Regions from separate parts of the Mus musculus genome. Here region 1 is linked to region 2. A link is a contact called in public HiChIP or PLAC-seq data. All regions are on one chromosome and are shown on one strand. The core of a region is the stretch at or near the end of the contact, and the rest is flanking DNA. Distances in the headings are between cores, read along the strand shown.

What was found. HiChIP or PLAC-seq counts read pairs in DNA pulled down with a chosen protein or histone mark.
Region 1: an HNF4G HiChIP or PLAC-seq map of pancreatic cancer cells shows a contact between it and region 2. The contact joins the promoter of Mid1ip1 here to the enhancer-like site in region 2. A contact is called at or near these places in 1 of 484 Hi-C or Micro-C datasets (the AML12 cell line), 4 of 115 datasets of contacts at active chromatin or transcription factors (the SCID.adh cell line, embryonic fibroblasts, embryonic stem cells and 1 more) and 2 of 9 other capture datasets (liver and pancreatic islet).

The regions. Positions count from the first base shown.
Region 1 is chrX:10,715,956-10,718,655 of GRCm38.p6, reverse strand. Mid1ip1 (Mid1 interacting protein 1 (gastrulation specific G12-like (zebrafish))) reads right to left here and starts at 1,291. Exons shown (of 2, transcript NM_026524.4): 1 at 952-1,291; 2 at 1-669. The coding sequence starts at 426.
Region 2 is chrX:10,683,248-10,685,947 of GRCm38.p6, reverse strand. No RefSeq gene overlaps it. Among named protein-coding and RNA genes, the nearest start is that of Mid1ip1, 33 kb to the left of the region's middle. Within about 2 kb of position 1,352, at least 3 of the 459 cell types and tissues checked have an H3K27ac peak or open chromatin away from gene starts, as enhancers often do. A contact at or near this core is called in the AML12 cell line and pancreatic cancer cells, where this site is marked.

The DNA.
Region 1 (2,700 bases), core at 42-2,541, 33 kb before region 2:
CAGATCTTCCTCGCCCGCATCCGCGCTCTCCAAGTGACTCAGGCCCACCAGGATGTCCTTGGGCTTCCAGGTGCTCTCCTCGCTCCCGGCCGGCGGAGACGAAGGCTGGTGCAGGACTCCCCACTCGATATCATTGCGGATGGACTTGAGCAGCACGTAGTGGCTGTACATGTCCCGGGAGGGCGCGAAAAAGCTTTCATTGGCGCTGCCCGGGCTTGGGGCCGGGGTCGTGCGCTCCTCCAGGCAGCCGCCACTGCCGCCTACCTCCACGCTGACCTCGTCTATCTCCGGCTCGGACAGGGGTACGTCGCGCAGCAGACTGGGCACCATCACCGTCTGGTCCATGTTGTTCACCGCGCCAATGAAGCGATTCATGGCGTTAAAGAGCGAGTGCTTCTGGTTATATGTGTCGCAGATTTGCATCATGGTGGCCGAGCGGGCGCGGAAACACAGGGACGCTGGTACACGGAGATAGACCGCTGGCGATGCCGCCTTCAAGCGCTCTCAGAGGCTGATGCCGGGAGCCTGCTTGAAGCCGGTGTGACGGGATTCCCAGATCCTTCTCCGCCCTCTCTAACTTGCTTCTTTCTCAGCTCAGCCCTTCGTGAGGCCCGGCTGCTCTTATCTTTGGCTCAGGATTGACGGTGGGTGGCTGGGTCTAGCCTTTTTCTGCTTGGGAGACAGAGACGAAAAGAACAAATTACCCACCCGGTTAGGATGCCCGGCATCCGGTCCGCGCGATGCTCCCACCCTGACCAAGGCTGGCCAGAGAAGGCACAAGGGTGGTTCCTTGGGACCAGCCGGTATCACCTCCTCCAATACTAGCAGAAGACCTTTGAAAAAAAAGGAGAAAAAAATCTCCCCCATCCCGGACTCTCTGGTTTCTCCCTTCTAAAACCTAAGCGAAAGCAACCATATTAGCCCGGGCTGCCAAAGGGCGGGGACACCCACCTCTTGCACTGCGAAATCCCCTGGTTCTCAGTGCTTGCGTTGCGGACGGTGGCTGCCCAAGGGCGCTGCTGCGGTCACTGATCGGACTGTGAGTAAGGGCGACTGTGGTTGCTCCGGCCCCCTGCCCATTCCAGGTGCTCAATTTATAGTCCGGGAAAGGTGTCCCAGGCGCCCAGGACCACCCCTGATGTCTCCTCCTCCTACCTCCTCCAGCAGCACAGATAAAAGGTCCCAGCCCTGACCGCGAGTAACACTCGCCCAACCCTTTCTACCGCGGGGGCGGGGCACGCCGGGTGGCTCCGCCTCTCGCCTGATACCCGGGCTAAGGCAGGGCGGCCCAGCAGGGCAAGGCAGGGTAGGGCTGGGAGGATGGAGCGGCCGCACCCCAGCACCAAACCCAGAACAAGCTGTTTGGGGGAGGGAGGGCGAGGCACTGAGCCCAAGGAGCCGCCGTCCAAACCAGAGGGCGGACTGGCGCGCGCGGGCTGGGCGGGCTTGGCGCGCACTCTCCGGGTGGGATGACCGGAATGCTTGTGTGTCCGGGTTGCAAAAGAGCCCCTCAATCCTGAACCTAGAGTGACTGCAGTCCGGAAATTTAGCCTCGATTTATTATTAGACGTCGGGTAAGAGGGATTCACAGCTGCCCTGACTCCATACTTGGGAATCTTATGTAAGAAGAGTTAGCAGGACATGCCGGATGCACGTGGACATGGGGTGCTCCCTCCACGGCCCAGGTCGTGGTCAGCTGCAGGGGGATGGGAACACTGAGGCATTTGCTTCCCTCCTGGCGGGGTCTTTCCTACTACTGCTGCCAGGTATGAAGAGCACCCTGGTCATCTGATCTATAGTTTTGTGTCCCCCACCAAGAGATAAGAGCATGGCAATGGAGTGTGAACTTGGGCCTTGTGGCCCTTTTGGCTATCAAAAAGACTAGGAGAAGGTGGCAGAAGTTAGGACTGGTGTTGGGTATATCTTATCATTTAAAGAAAAAAAATGGGAGTATACCCAATAACTTTCTGGAGTGTGTGTCAAGTGCTCCTTTCAAAAGATAGTTCTTAAGCAAGGGTTACTTAATAAGCCTAAGCTGTGTACCATAGCCCTGGATCTACCTTTCAAGTTTTACACTTGAAACTCCTCTTTCAGGTTCCCAGCCCTGAGCCCATACTCATTTCCCATCTCATTTCCTTTGCCACATCCCTCAACCTCCAGTCAGCTCTTCCATTCCTCCAGATAAGATGACTCAGGCTTCTAATTTTAAATTTCTTCCCACTAAAGTCTTCGGGGGGAAGTTTTAGTATGGCATTCCCCTGCAAGACAAAAAAGCGCCCCAAACAAGGAGAGACACTTATGCATGTGGGTTTGTTTGTTTGTTTGTTTTTTCTTGAAGGACTGGTACTGTCTACCGAAAATCATGTCTCTTTTCAATTTTGAAGGGAACAAGAGCTGATAACAGACAGAAAAGTCATTGGTAACTCTAGAACCCAGACTGGCAAATCTCCATCTCCCTCTGGTTTACTGGTTCTAGATCATAACCCATGCTTCCAATGCTTTCTTATGTATGTATGTATGTATGTATGTATGTATGTATGTATGTATGTATGGAGACACAGTCCCAGCCAGCCAGCCAGCTTGATTTGGAACGACAGCTACTCATCCTTCTGATTCAGTGTCCCATGTTCTTTTAAACATGAAATAATGTTTGTTATCTGCCCCGTGGAGCTAAGGAGATCAGTGGAAAGAAGAATGTAG
Region 2 (2,700 bases), core at 103-2,602:
CATGGGAAAATATATGTGATTGAATATTATATAATGGTTAAAAAAAAGAGAAAAATTCTGGTAATGATGAAATGAAATAAACCAGAAGACATTATACTAAGCAGAATAACCCAGAATTAAACAAGAACTATTGCATGATTTTATCTATACATGTAATATAAACACTCTCAAAGTTTTAGAAATAAATGGCAGAACAGTGATTCTAGCAGCAGAAAGATAGAGAAAACAGGGAAATGTAGGGCAAATGGTATGCTTTTGAAGTTTATAGCATGGCCGAGTACAAGGGAGCTGACATACAACACGGATGCTGGTAGCCATGTTCATTTCAAGTAGTAAGCACAACATAACACGTTGCATTTGCTTAACAAAGTGTGCATGTTGTCTCAGGCCATTGTTTTACCTCATCTTATTTTGTTATGAATGAACATTAACAAGCACTTGCTATAAACCCAATACTACTGCGCTAAGCATTTTGTATGCATTTTCTCATTTAATCTTTATAGTCACCCATCAATGTATTTCAATGTTCCCATCTCAAAAATAAGGAAGTTTGGACTGGAGAGATGGTTCAGTGGTTAAGCACACTGGCTGCTTTTCCAGAGGATCCAGGTTCAGTTCCCAGCACCCACATGGCAGTTCACAACTGTCTGTAACTCCAGTTCCAAGGGACCCAACACCCTCACAGGGGAACACATGTAAGCAAAGCACCAATGTACATAAATTTAAAAAAACTATATTTTTTTTAAAAATAAGGAAGTTAAGAAAATGAAAGCTTAAATAACTTACTCTGGACTTGGGACCTGAATTCAGCTCATCCTCATGGCACTACAGTGTGGTTGAATACTTATCAACTAGTGACTAGATATAAAAAAAAAATGTAATTTACTTAAGATACAAAAATCTTGATGCAGTCAATGAAAATACTCGGCATACACTACACACACACACACACACACACACACACACACACACACACACACACTTTCTGTGGCAGATCCTCAAAATGGACCCTATAGGCATCACCCTAGGTTTACAATTACCCATCCAATGTAAAGAAAGCAGTCTCTCCTAAAACGCAGGGCAGCGAACCTTGCCCTCTGGAGAGCTTCCATCAGCTGTGAGCTGAGAGTAGAATGTCTGGGGGGAGGGAGCAGTGTTTTCTGGGTGAGTCCTTCTCCAGCCTCAGGACACTTCAGCATTGAAAAAATCTAAAGAACCAAGTTACTTTAAGGAAGGGGCCCAAGCAGCTTCCGGAGCAGTATCATCAGAAGGGATAGTGACTGAAGGAGAAAGAGGGATCAGACCTTGTTGCCAGCCCAGCCGTGCTGACTTCTGCTCACCAACACAAGAAAGACCGTGGAATTTTCCTAACAGTGCTTGCAGCGGCAGTAGGAAAGTAAAGAGCTAATTGGAATTGATCAGCGTTGAGTCATTTTGCAGGGAATGAAGAACCTGAAGGCTCAGGAATCCTGTGTGATTTAGGAGATTGAGCATCAAAGGAACCTGCGTTACCACAGTGCTATTAAGGCACACTTTTCACTGTCTGTGCTCTGCGCTAGCAAGGGCTAGCAATGTAGGAATAACGAACAGTGAATAAATTGCAACATTTACACCCTAGATCAAGTAACACCACCTTTGAGATTCAACTAATAGTGTGTGTGTGTGCACATGTGCGCACACATGTATGTGGTATGTGTACATATGAGCACACATGTATGTGTATTTATTTATTTATTAATGCTATGCCTGAATATGAGTATATACCAGAGATGGCTTGAAGAAATCATCACATTCCCCGGAACTGGAGTTATGAGATGGTTGTGAGTCACCACATGGGTACCAGAAAATCGAATCTGGTTCCTCTGCAGGAGCAACAAGTGCTCTTAACCATAAAGCGGTCTCTCCAGCCCCTCAATGATACTTTTGAGTATCCCCAGGAACAAACTCATGACTGTCCTTAGCCAGACAGGCACTTGCAAACAGACACAGAAAACCACTTTGGGACCCTTAGTTTATAACAGACCGCCTTGGTCTCTTGCTTCCAGTCTTTCTGCTATATTTGTTGCCATTTCTAAAAAAAATGTTTTTAGTTTAAATATTTACATTCAAAAGCTTATATTATGTATAATAGTTATATTAGCTACATTATATTATATATAATATTTATGTTAACTTAAAATACATTATTTCCAAAGTCAAACAATAAAACGAGTCATGTTCAGGTAAGTTTCACTTGAATTCCGGTTTCCATCCCACTTCATTTCTCTTTTCTCTAGGTAGATCTTGCTTTTGTTTTTATTTTATGGAGATTGCTGATTTGCCTGCATGTATGTCTGTGTGAGGGCATCAGATCCCCTGGAGCTGGAGCTACAGACAGCTGTGAGCTGCCATGTGGGTGCTGGGAACAGAACCCGGCTCTTCTGGAAGATTAGCTAATGCGCTTAACCATCTCTCCAACTCTAGCAGACTCTGTTATTAGTCAGCTTTTCATTCGTTCTCTCTTCTTCAATTTAGTTTTGATAAATACAAGCATGTATGCTTGTAATATTTTTCTTGGTACTTGATTTGTTTAAAAATGTTTGTCCTATTTATTATTTCATACATATTCCCCTTTAATTATTCTTTCTTATTCTTTTTCCATTCTAGTTGAGCCCCTTCTTTCCAACAAGTCTCCCTCCTACTTCTATGTGTTGTTGGCAG